Regions from separate parts of the Canis lupus genome. Here region 2 is linked to region 1. The links are chromatin contacts, called in public Hi-C maps. All regions are on one chromosome and are shown on one strand. Each heading gives the region's core, a stretch centred on a gene start, on an enhancer-like site or on the middle of the called end of the contact. The rest is flanking DNA. Distances are from core to core; before and after follow the strand shown.

Region 1 (6,605 bases), core at 2,416-4,915:
TGCACAAATAATCTTTGATTTATTTTATTGATTATTGACCACGTTGTCTATGTCAGCTGTTACTTTTTTTTTTAATTTTGTTTATTTATTTATTCGTGAGAGACAGAGAGAGAGAGGCAGAGACACAGGCAGAGGGAGAAGCAGGCTCCATGCAGGGAGCCCGACATGCGACTCGATCCTCGGTCTCCGGGATCACGCCCTGGGCTGGAGGCGGCGCCAAACCCGCTGAGCCACCGGGGCTGCCCAGCTGTTACTATTTCTAATAATGATGGTTCTCTAAGGATAATCCAAAGGGTATTTGCCCCCGTAGAATTCATCAATGTGTGCACATCCCTGTTTTATGGAAGATGCTTCTTTGTTGTTGTTGTTGTTTTGAAGATGCTTCTTTGTGAAGTCAGAGATTTATTTATTTAAGATTTTATTTATTTATTTATGAGAGACAAGATTTTACTTATTTATTCATGAGAGACACAGAGAGAGAGGCAGAGACACAGGCAGAGGGAGAAGCAGGCTCCATGCAGGGAGCCTGACGTGGGACTCGATCCTAGGATTCTAGGATCACGACCTGAGCCAAAGGCAGACACTCAGCCACTGAGCCACCTAGGCGTCCCTGAAGTGAGGGCTTTAGCTGAGACACTGTAAACTTCAACTCTAAAATTCAAGTTCTGCGGGTTGCTTTGGACCTGAGGGCCATGCAATCTCATATGTGTCCAGCAGAGGTCAGAAGATGTCACCAAAAGCTCTGAGGTCTCCAATAATCTGGGTTAGCATTGTAAATTTCTTTTCTTTTTCTCTTTCTTTCTCTTTCTTTCTCTTTCTTTCTTTCTTTCTTTCTTTCTTTCTTTCTTTCTTTCTTTCTTTCTTTCTTTCTTTCTTTCTTTCTTTCTTTCTTTCTTTCTTTCTTTCTTTCCTTTCTTTTCTTTCTTTTCTTTTCTTCTTTTTTTTCTTTTTTTAAAAAATAGTTTCGGGCAGCCCAGGGGGCTCAGCGGTTTAGCGCCGCCTTCAGCCCAGAGCGTGTTCCTGGAGACCCGGGATCAAGTCCCACATCGGGCTCCCTGCATGGAGCCTGCTTCTCCCTCTGCCTGCGTCTCTGCCTCTCTCTCTCTGTGTCTCTCATGAATAAATAAATAAGATTAAAAAAAAAAAAAAAAGAATTGATTTCAATGACTGTAAGATATTGGGATTTTTTTTTTAAGATTTTATTTATTTGAGACAGAGAGCAGGGAACCTGATGTGGGGCTTGATCCCAGGACCCTGAGATTGGGACCTGAGCTGAAGGTAGATACTTAACCAGCTGAGCCCCCCCCAGACACCCCAAGATGCTGGAATTTTTATGATAAAGATGGTGGGCGATGAGTGTAAACAGTCTACCAGGCCTAGGGCTAAGTGCTTTAGTTTTCCCTCCCCGAAGGTGGTACGCCTGGATGGCTCCGCGGTTAGAGCGTCGCCTTCAGCTCAGGGCATGATCCTGGGGTCCCGGGATTGAGTCCCACATTGGGCTCCCTGCTTGGAGCCTGCTTCTCCCTCTGCCTGTGTCTCTTTCTGTGTCTCTCATGAATAAATAAATAAAATATTAAAAAAAAGATTGACTCCCCAAAAGCTCAAATAGTAATAAAGTATTTTTAATTAAGAAAAAAAAAATAGTTTCATGGTAGTCCCTATTCTCCATGTTACTTATCTGATTTTTACAGGTAGGTCAGTCATAAAAGCAGGTATTTTTCCTAAAAGATTAAAGCAGAGATGCATTGCCTGCTTGGGGCTTACTTGTCAGATTGTAAAGCATCTTTCAACTGGTTAATGCTTCGTGAGTGAAGGTAACTTGCCTGAAGAGCTAGGGACAGTTTTATACTTAGAGTGTGAACAGTCAACTTGCTACAGAAAATTTACGTCATCAAAAACTCTCTTTATAACAAAAGACTTCTACGCCCTACCTAATGACCTATTTATCTTGATAATTATTTACCTAGGCAAACTTCTTTTTTTATTTTTTCTTTTCCCCAGCTTTATTGAGATAGAATTGACATGTAACATTGTGAATGTGTAAGACCTCTAAGTTAAAGAACTGATACATGTATATGTGACATGATTATCACAATGAGGTTAGTTAACACATCCAGGACCCCACAGAGTCTAAAACTTGAAAAACTTTGGTCACAGTGGGGTTTAACCAATATTTCTCTCTCCTGGTTTCATCAGAAGAATTATTTGGGAAATACACATCACAGAGATAGAGGCTGCTCATATTTTAATATGATAAGCATTTTTAAAAAGATTTTATTTATTTATTCACGAGAGACACACAGAGAGGCAGAGACATAGGAAGAGAGAGGAGAAGCAGGCTCCATGCTGGGAGTCCTATGCGGGGACCGGGGATCCTGGGATCACGCCCTGAGCCAAAGGCAGACGCTCAACCACTGAGCCACCCAGGTGCCTCTTCAATTTCTTTACCTACAAAATGAAGATAATGATAAAGACTCATAAGGTTGTTATGAGGATGAAACGAGATAATACACAAGAAAAATGTAGCCAAGCATACAAACAAATGCCCCATCACAAATGATCGATAGGAGCAATTGTTGTCCTGTGTTATTTGGGAGGAGTCAGTGCTTTTAGAAAAAACAAATGCAGTAGAAAAGTACCACACCTTCATCCTGACTCTCTCTGACTAGATTTGATGTCCCTCTTACGTGCCTCATTCTTCACAGCGGAGAGGCCCCAACCTGGCCGCCTACCCTGCTGCTTGGTGCCACCATCCCTGTCTCAGGCAGTTCGCAGGTGTGGCCGAGGTGGCTAGATGTCCAATGCCCATGACACCCCTGGCCAGCTCAGCAGCAGCAATTGGAGACCTTGCCTTCCTGTGGAGCAGGATGTCAGTGGCCTTTTCCTCCTTCCAAACCTCCCCGGCAAAGCCAAGGCTGAGGTAAACTGTTCCTCCCAGCACTCCACCCAGGGCCTCTGGGCCTTTATTTTTTTATCCAATAGAGCACTTAGTTTTTCTTTTATACAGCACTCTATTAGCTGATTGTCATTACTGTTTTTTCCTCTGCTATGACTAACTCTTCCAGGCAAGGCCTATACCCCATGCGTCCCTATCACAGACCCATGGCCCAGCCAGGGAGGATAGGCTGTGTCATGAGAAGAGCCCAAAGCATGGGGACCAGTAAGAGCAGGGAGGCCCCTGTATGTCCTGCAGGATAAAGAAACTGTGTCATGCTCTGCTTCTATGCTAAGGGGTATAAGCAGTGCAGCAAGCAGGGGCAGACCAGGGTATGGGGCTCCTCAAAAGCCAGAAGGGGGACTGTGAGAAGGCATGGATGAACAGGACACTCCAGATTGGATATGGCATGTACTGCTGGCAGGACAGGGGTTGAGCAGGGCTGGGCAGACCAGGACCTGCTACATTCTGCCCACATTCCAGAGGCCATTCCGAGGACCCAGGCCAGTTGCTGAGGGACCTCGCAATGACCCATGTGCAAAACTAAAAATTGCAAGCAAGATGGCCATTTCCTTATGTTGCTTTATTCCTTCCCTCTGACCATAGCTCAGAACTCCCTGGAAAGGGTTTAAATTCTTAGGGTTTCTGTTTACTCAAATAAAAAGAAAGTGGAAGGAAGTGTTGATTCAAAGAGAAACTTTCTGCTTCCGTCTGAAAATGACTAGATCCCAATTCTGATTCTGGTGATGGTCTTGCCTACACCCAGCCAAGCTCTTTGCTCTTCTGCCCTCCTGTATGGAGTACTGGAGTAAAGATGGCCAGCCCCCATCTTGAGGGATGGGGGAGGCAGTGAGTATAACTTGTGATTTCTGGTAACTGTTGCCCACATACTCCAAATAGCACAGAAGGCAGGTTATTGCCAATATATTTTAAGATGTTTCTATACAACCAAAAAAGAAAAAAGAAAAAACACTTCACACACAGTAGGAGAGCTACTACCAAAAAAGAAAGAAGAAATAAAGAGGGCACCCCCGGTGGCTCACTGGTTTAGTGCCGCCTTGAGCCCCGGCGTGATCCTGGAGACCTGGGATCGAGTCCCAGATGGGGTTCCCTGCGTGGAGCCTGCTTCTCCCTCTGCCTGTGTCTCTGCCTCTCTCTCTCTCTCTCTCTGTCTCTCATTAGTAAATGAGTAAAATCTTTTTGAAAGAAATCTTCAGCAGAAAGAAACAAAGAAAGAAAGAAAAAGAAAGAAAGAAAGAAAGAAAGAAAGAAGAAAGAAAGAAAGAAAGAAAGAAAGAAAGAAAGAAAGAAAGAAAGAAAGAAAGAAAGAAAGAAAGAAGAAAGAAACAAAGAAAGAAAGGTGAAATAACAAGAGTTGGCAAGAATGTGGAGAAATTGGAGCACGGTTGGTGGGAATGTAAAATGGTGCAGCTGCTATGGAAAAGTATACGAAGGTTCCTCAAAAAAATTAAAAATAGAAGTGCCCTGTGACCCAGCAATTCCACTTGGCAGTATGAACCCAAAAGAGTTGAAAGCAGAAACTTGAAGAGATACTTGTTCACCCGTGTTCATAGCAGTTATTCAAAGAGCCAAAAGGCAGAGGCAATCCCACTGCCCATCTTTGGTTAAATGGATAAACACAACCTTCTGTGTACATACACTGGCATTGTATTCAGTCTTAAAAAGGAGGGATATTCGGTCAAATGCCACAATGTGCATGAACCTCGAGGACAGCATGCTAAGTGAAAGAAGCCTGTCATAAAAAGACAAATATCACGGGCTTCCCTTTATTCATAGAGACAGAAAGAATGGTGGTTGGCTAGGGGCCCGGGGAGGGGGATGTGGGGTTAGTGGGTGATGGACACAGAGTTTCAGTTTTACAAAATGAAAGAAGTTGAGGGGATAAAAGGTATGGATGGTTGCACACTAGTGAGCCAAGGTACTTAGCACCAGTGACCTGCACACTTCAACACAGTTAAGATGGTAAATTGTACATTTCGTATATTTTTCCACAATTAAAAAAAAAAAAAAGGAAAAAAAGAACAAAATCTAGCATGTGTTGTTGGAAAACCTCTCTGGGAAAGCGGTGATACTAAATATTGAACATGTATTCAGGCACTTATAATAACCTCAGTAATAGTCACCACTTATTTAAGAAAGTCTGTAGAGGGGCACCTGGGGGGTTCAGCGGTTGAACATCTGCCTTTGGCTCAGATCGTGATCCCGGGTCCAGGGATCGAGTCCCGCGTCGGGCTCCCTGCATGGAGCCTGCTTCTCCCTCTGCCTGTGTCTCTGCCTGTCTCTGTGTGTGTCTCTCATGAATAAATAAAATGTTAAAAAAAAGAAAGAAAGAAAGTTTGTAGGGCACCGTAAGTACAATAACACTGTTTCTCCCACTTTTATAGACCAGGAGAATGAGCAGTAGGAAGATTAAGCGATTTGCCCAAATGTTGACAGCTGGTTAACAGTTGGTCCCAGGGGTGCATGACTGCAAAGCTGATACACTTACATTTCTTCTCGGTCTCTTTTCTTACGAAGAATTCCCCGCTTTGCTCACCCCGTTCACAGCACTGGCGGCCTTGCAGGCCGTCTGGCAGTCCTGCTTCAGGACCTTTGCAGGTGCTGCCCTTCCATCAATTCTCTGCCTACCTGTCACCTTATCATTAAGGCCTTCCCCCCAAAATGAGACAGTTTACCTCTTCTTCATCCTCCTGGTTCCTCTCTAACCCTGACTGGTTTGATTGTTCTTTGCCTGTCTCCTCCACGAGGACAGAGTCCTCCCTGAAGTCAGAGGTGCTTGCTTTCTCCATGGCTGTATCTTCTCTATCAATGAGTGAGCGAATGAATGAATGGCTATTGGGACTAGTATGACTGACGGGCAGAGCAGCAGTGGTCTAGATGTCAAGATTTGAGGGAAAGCCCTCATTGTTTCACCACTGATGTAACTTCCAGCAGCGCCCAGTTCTAGAAGCACGGTTTGATAGCCAAGAATGATACCACCCGCCCTGCCTCCCTCTTCTCCATTCCACTCTTTATCAGAAGATTGGCTTACTCCTCCCCTGAACCTCCTCCACCCCTAAGAACTCCCCTTTGGACCATCCTGCCCACTGTCTGGATCACAGGTTCTAAAGGCTAGTCTAAGTAGGGATGGGAGTGAGAGCAGGACAGTTGCTGGCTGGTGTAAGAATCTGGGGTGGAGGTGGGGGGCCATCTATAAACACTCCCAGTTTCTTTCTTTTTTTTTTTTATATATTTTATTTATTTATTCACGAGAGACAGAGAGAGAGAGAGGCAGAGACACAGACAGAGGGAGAAGCAGGCTCCACACAGGAAGCCTGATGTGGGACTCGATCCTGGGACCCTGGGATCACTACCTGAGCTGAAGGCAGACGCTCAACCGCTGAGCCACCCAGGCGTCCTACACTCCCAGTTTCATCCCTGAAATCCCACCATGACCTCTTCCCTCTGACTAGTTCATCTGAGCAGGAATAAACTTCCTTTTGATCTATCAGCTTGAGCTTTTCAGAATGTGGCTCAAACCTGTGGTTGCCTACGCGCCCTTCCTGCGGCCATCCTATTCCCGGTCCAGTGCCCCAGCTTGTGGGGCCCCAGGGCAGTCACAGCCCCCTCCAGGGTCATCACGTCTTCACCTGGCTCTACCTACTCCAAT
Region 2 (6,605 bases), core at 1,316-3,815, 56 kb after region 1:
TTCTTTTTCTTTCTTTCTTTCTTTCTTTCTTTCTTTCTTTCTTTCTTTCTTTCTTTCTTTCTTTCCTTTTTTTTTAAGATTTTATTTATTTATTCATGAGAGACAGAGAGAGAGAGGCAGAGACATAGGCAGAGAGAGAGGCAGGCTCCATGCAGGGAGCCCAATGTGGGACTCCATCCCAGAACTCCAGGATCTGCCCTGAGCCGAAATCAGACACTTAACTGCTGAGCCATCCAGGGATCCCCCCAATGCCAGCTTTCCAAATTGCTTTTAACTGTTTGTTTGTTTGGTCTTGATAATTACAGAGTCAAAAAACTATGGTAATCTTTTTCATCTTTAAGATTTAACCGTTAGAGGTTATTGTCCATTAGAGGACAATAAATATTTGTGTTTTTTTTTTTTTTTAATATGTGGCATTTTGATGTTGTTGTTGCTGTTTTTTTTTTTTTTTTCCTTTTTCCTGGTGGTTGTGGTGGTAAGCTTCAAGCCCCTATTGTACAATTTATTAGCTCTTTTTTTTCTTTTAATCTTGGTCATATTTTGTTGTTGCTTTAAGTAAATATTGCTTCCTTTTTGTTATAGGAAGAGGACACTTACTTTTACTGTCACCAAGATATAAGTTCTGAAATGGAATCCAGCGGGAATCCCTCCCAGTTTAAGAGGTTTATTATTTATTTACTTATTCAAAAGGTTTGCCTGTAACTTTGGAGATTTGTTAAATGCATAGCAGCAACCCATTTGAATTACTCTAACTTGAGATGAGATGTATTTTCCAAAAACAGTTCGCAGTTGTGAACTAGATACATTCATGATGACATTGAGAAAAATACACCTACAGTGTCTATACCAGTAATGAAGAGTTAATTATAGAAGAAGGCAACCTTTCTGTGCTGTTACACATTCTGGCAGAGGAAGGGGAAAAGTTCACTTCCAATGAAGTTAAGAAAAGTTTAATTTCGGACACCTGGGTGGCTCAGTGGTTGAGTGTCTGTCTTTGGCTCAGGTCGAGATAGGGGGGTTCTGGGATCGAGTCCCTCCACATCAGGCACCCTGCTTCTCCCTCTGCCTGTGTCTCTGCCTCTCTCTCTGTGTCTCTCATGAATAAATAAATGAAATCTTTAAAAAAAGAAAAGAGAGGGGTTTTCTTTTACCTTCTATTAAACATTTCACTATTGGAATAATTGACAGGCAAAGAAAACACATGCCCTACGTGATGTCATCTGAGAACTCTCAGGAGAGTTTGACTAATCCAACCCCTCTCCCATCAGTATCTCACATACTTGAAATTCCCAGTCTTTAGATGTCCTCCTTTGGAAGACGGCTTGGAAGCCGCTGAAGGGCCCCTGAAAATGCAAGGACGTCATCCGCGATCATCTGCGATGGGGAACCAACGTGGCCCCGGCAGACAGACACTGCCCAGCTGCCTCCCGGGGGCCTGGTCCGCCCGGGCCGAGGCCAGGACGCCGCGGGCTCCCCCCGTCCCCCCTGGTCTCGGGAGGGCGTCCCGAGCGGGAGCGGCCGCACAAAGGGAGGTCCCGCGGCGGGTGTGGGCCGCCGGCTCGCCCGGGCACCTCGACCCTTGCAGACCCCGCCTCTCCACCCCGGGGCAGGGCGGCCGCCGCGCAAGGCTGGGGCCAAGCGATCCACGTTCATTCTATTTTATTTTATTATTTATTTTATTTTATCTATTTTATTTTATTTTATTTTTTTATTATTTTATTTTATTTTATTTATTTTATTTTATTTATTTTATTTTATTTATTTTATTTTTTATTTTATTTTATTTTATTTATTTTATTTTATTTTTTTATTATTTTATTTTATTTTATTTTATTTATTTTATTTATTTTATTTATTTTATTTATTTTATTTTATATTTTATTTTATTTTATTTTATTTTATTTTAGCATCAAGCACGTGGGGGCTGTGGCCAAGTCGGGGTAAAACCTGCAATGTCTTTTTTGGTCTTTGGTTCAGCCAGTTTATTTATTATTTATTTCTTTATTTATTTAGAATATTTTATTAATTTGTTCATGACAGACACACACCGCGAGGCAGAGACACAGGCAGAGGGAGAAGCAGGCTCCCTGTGGGGAACCCGACAGAGGACTCCAGGATCACGCCGTGGGCTAAAGGCGGATGCTCAACCACTGGGCCACCCAGGTGCCCCGGTTCAGCCAGTTTAAATCCCACGCCATCTTTGGGCGGTGGGCTAGTCCGTGTGACACATTCATTCTCCTTTTGCCTTAGAAATGCAACCCAGGCTGCGGCCCCTGGGGGCGGGGAGCGAGGACTGGGGCGAACCCCGAAGTGGGCGCACAGGTCGTAGCCCGCGCTCCCGGCCTCCGCCGGGCTCCGGCCGCAGCCCCGCCCCCGCCTCCGCCTCCCCGCGCTTTCCGCCCCAGCCCGTCGGGTCCTCGCGGAAACGCCCGCGCGCCCCCGGCGGGGGGAAGGGGCGCCCAGCCCCGGCCGGCACGTCCGGAGCGTCGGGGGGCGGGGCCTCGGGCGGCGGCGTCATCAGGCCCCGCCCACGCCGCCCTGCTATCTCCCGCGCTGCCCGCCATTTTGTCTCCAGTGTCTGGTTTGCGGTCGGCGGTGTCGGAGGCAGTGTCTCGGTCCGTAGGCTTGAGGCAGGGACCGGCGTCTATTGTCTGTGTTTGACTCCATAGTTTGGTCCCGGGCCTTCCGGAGCTGTCCCGGGGCAGTCGGCAGAGGCTGCCGCCACCGCCCCCGCCCCGCCCCTCCGTCCCCGGTCCGGGAGGGACCGAGCCCGCGTCACGCCCCTCAGCGCTCACCGGTCCCTTCTCTGTCGTTGCGTCCGCATCGCGCCCCCGGAATCAGACGGTGCCCCATAGATGGCCAGCTTTCCCCCGAGGGTCAACGAGAAAGAGATCGGTGAGGAATGGGACGGTGGGTGGGGGCTGCTGGGGAGCGGGGAGTCCCCGGAGGAGGAAGCGACTGAGTCTGAACGGTGGGGGGTGAGCCGGGGCCGAGCGCTGGAGCCAGGAGGAAGGAAGCGGGTGCCGCCGAGGGGTACGTGGGCAGCGCTGATGCGGCGCCTGCCGGGCGCCTGGCTCGGCGGCAGGCAAGCGGCGGATCCTCGGGTCCGGGGAGCCCGGGGAGCCCGGGGAGCCCGGCTTTCTCTAAGCAGGTCCGCACACCGCCAGGGTCCTGGGGTCCTCCGGGCCCCACGTCTGGGGCGTCCAGTGGGTAGGCGAGTGCCGGCCAAGTCTCGGGGACTCTAATCTCACGACGGGGAGGCGAACTTTGTTCCGAGGGTGCTCGAAGGGGAGGGGTCCTCGTGCACCTCGGCCGGAGGGGCGCCGGCAGCCTGAGGGAAGCGGTGTTCTGGAGAACGGTATGGCGTTCAGAACGGCCGGGGTTCAGGGGAGGAGACTCGGTATCTCGCCTACACAGAGGAGCGGGGAGGAGCGGAGCGGCTGGGTGGAGCGACGGAGGGCAGCGGTGGTATGAGAGCGCACTGTGGAAAGGCCTCTGGAAAGCGGCGGGACCGCCTCCGTGGCTCCGTGAGAGCGCCCCGCGTTTCGCCCCACGTTTGAATTCTGCCTTGACGGTGGAATCCGTGGGACGACTTTGGGGGGGGGGGGTTGGTGCTGTGCGTTGATGGAGAGGCTGAGTCGACATTGGACTTACCAAGTCATGTTACGCTTCTTAAATATGTACGGTTTTCATTTAAAAAATTAAAATAGAAAAAAAAAACAAAATAAAAATTAGTAAAATAGGGTCGCCTGGGTGGCTCAGCGGATGAGCGTCTGCCTTTGGCTCAGGGAGTGATCCCAGGATCCAGGATCGAGTCCCACGTCGGGCTCCTTGCGTGGGGCCTGCTTCTCCCTCTGGCTGTGTCTCTGCGCCTCCCTCTCTCTCTCTCTCTCTCTCTCTCTAATAAATAAACAAAATCTTAAAAAAAAAAAAAGGATTTAGCAGGCCCCTTCTCCAGAAAAAAAAAAAAAAAAAAAAAACACACACAACAAATCCAACACTGAATTTACTGTGTTAATTAAATGAAAATTGTTGGTGGCTCCAGAGCAGAACCTTTGCATTTTCCTGTTCTTCGGCTAAATGTATGCCTTTAAATATGTGGAGGAGGTATTTCTAGAGAGAGGGAAAAGCTGAAGTATCCAAAAGGCCCTCTATCCTATATGCGGGTTGAGTTTTTATATCTAGAGACAGTAATTTTAGAATTCTGACTTTTGGGGGACCTGGGTGGCTCAGCGGTTGAGCGTCTCCTTTCAGCTCAGGTCGTGATCCCAGCCTGGGTGCTGGGATCAGGTCCCACGTCAGGCTCCCTACGTGGAGCCTGCTTCTCCCTCTGCCTGTGTCTCTGCCTCTCTCTCTCTGCCTCTCATGAATAAAAAAAAAAAAAAAAAAAAAAAAGGAATTCTGAACTTTTGTTTTCTGAAGGATAAGGATGAATGACAGGTTAGGAGGGGACTTTAACCCTGGTCTTAATAACTATAAAACAAAATTCATGCCCAATTTTTATTATAGCTATTTAAAGACTTTAAGTCCTACTAAAGTGGAACGTAGAACTCAGAAGTTCTTAATCTTAGTCCAGTGGGCTTTTTTTCTCCCTCTGCTGCACAATAATATCACAGATAAGTGATCTGCCTTTCATTTATCTGTTTTACTTGATCTTGATGAACTATTTTGAAAACTTTCCAGTCCTGTCTTTTAAGGGCTGGATAGTTTCTGAGCATACCTGCATGAGGTAGAAGAACCATCCACTAAGTAGCCTTTTCAATTGAAAATTTTTGCATAGTAGATCTCTGTGTTATTTGCTGGCTATAGTATAAAATTTCTAGCCAAGTCCCACATATCTAAAAGAACTTTGGCCTTTCTTAAGCTTTAAAAAAAAAAAAAGAGTTTCTTTGTTTCTTTTTTCTTTGGAAGTACCATTTGGATACAGAGTTAAACAGTAATATCTTTGTAGCTTTTTATCTTTCAGTGAGGACTTAAGTTTTCCCCTTTTTTCTCGGTATTAATTATAGCTCTTTGGTTTCTCAAGTACTGAAAGAGGAGAGGCAAGATTCCTAGAATGATTAAAGGAGTCCTGTGTGACAGGGAGTACTGCCTGAGGCTGCTGCCCTCTTTCACAAGGCACTACGGAAGATCCTCCCTTTCTGGTTATGAAATTGCAGAGAGGAATGTGAAGAAGTAGCTAAATCTGGTTCACTTGGTTCAGCAGTGACTCGGTGTGTTACTACTGTACAGATAATGTAGTGTTAAATTTTATGGCTGAGTTCCCATGGCAGGCAGCTTTCCCCTTATTAAAAAGTCATTTAAAAAATAAAAAAATAAAATGTCATTAAATCATATATTTCTTAGGATACTAACATTAAACAGCTGCAGATAATAAAGGTGTAACAATTTTTTTTTTCAAAGCACTTCATTATAACCCTGTGCTACTGATAATATTGTACCAGTAAGTATCTAAAGGAGTGCTTGGATCATTTGATGCAAAAATCATTTGAAAAAAAATCACTTGCTATGACTGTACAAGCAAGGAAACACAAAGCTAATTATTAATACAATACTTTGACAGTATAGCATCTATTTATTTGGTAGTTTCAAAATAATGACCTTGAATTTCTATATATTTAAGAATGAATCAGCTTATTATTTCATGGTTTTTGTTATTTGAACCAGTGTTCTAGTTACTTTCCAACCTTTATACAGAGGAGTTTTGTGATTGTGGTCACGCTAAAAGAAAAATAGAATGATCCTAAAATACAGACTAAAAAGAGTCTTTTGTGGGAAAGTTTATGCTTGCTAAAGGAGTGATGAGTTCTAGTCTAATTAGCCAGATGTTTTTGAAGTTGAATGCAAGGGCTAGTCCTCTGTTTTTTTGACACAAAGTTTATATGAATATACTCATCAAGTTTAGCTAGGGGCTTTCTCTTTAAGATAATGCTTGGATTTTTCAGTTGAAAAGATTTTTTTTCCCAGTTGAATTTCATTTTATTTTTATTTTTTTTCCCAGTTGAATTTTAAAACTTGCTTCTCTGACTTGTGAACTTTGCTTTTTTTCTCTTAGAATTTATGGATTTTAAAAGATAGGTAAGGGGGATCCCTGGGTGGTTCAGGGATTTAGCGCCTGCCTTTGGCAGGGCGTGATCCTGGAGTCCTAGGATCGAGTCCCGCATCAGGCTCCCTGCATGGATCCTGCTTCTCCCTCTGCCTGTGTCTCTGCCTCTCTGTGTGTGTCTCTCATGAATAAATAAATACAATCTTTAAAAAAATAAAATAAAAGGTATGATTAAACAGAAACCCAAATTATTAAAAAAAAAAAAAAGATTTAGGCAGGAGTTGCAAATTCAGGAGCCAGGCCCATGAACTACCGTAGTGAGATGACTGTGTGACACTCTGGACTTGGAAGAATATAAGGAAAAAATCAAAATTTTTCAAAAATCATTTATATGTTTCAAAAAAAATCATTTTGCAGGCATATGAGGGTTGCTGATTTGTGGATTTTATATTAAGAAAGTCCTGTAGGGATGCCTGGGTGACTCAGCAGTTGAGCGCCTCTCTTCTGCCCTGGGCGTGGTCCCTGGGGTCCTGGGATCAAGTCCCGCATCAGGCTCCTC

The links. A called contact is a pair of places that touch in the nucleus more often than the background predicts.
Region 2: a Hi-C map of blood shows a contact between it and region 1, with 2.5 times the contacts expected there. The contact joins the promoter of WSB1 here to the enhancer-like site in region 1. A contact is called at or near these places in 2 of 9 Hi-C or Micro-C datasets (amygdala and blood).

What each region holds. Positions count from the first base shown.
Region 1 is chr9:41,780,421-41,787,025 of UU_Cfam_GSD_1.0, forward strand. No RefSeq gene overlaps it. Among named protein-coding and RNA genes, the nearest start is that of WSB1, 57 kb to the right of the region's middle. Within about 2 kb of position 3,666, at least 4 of the 20 cell types and tissues checked have an H3K27ac peak or open chromatin away from gene starts, as enhancers often do. A contact at or near this core is called in blood, where this site is marked.
Region 2 is chr9:41,837,674-41,844,278 of UU_Cfam_GSD_1.0, forward strand. It overlaps WSB1 (WD repeat and SOCS box-containing protein 1), which reads left to right and starts at 2,566. Exons shown (of 8, transcript XM_038548210.1): 1 at 2,566-2,895. The coding sequence starts at 2,856. LOC111097438 (a long non-coding RNA gene) reads right to left here and starts at 1,695. Exons shown (of 3, transcript XR_005364068.1): 1 at 1,281-1,695.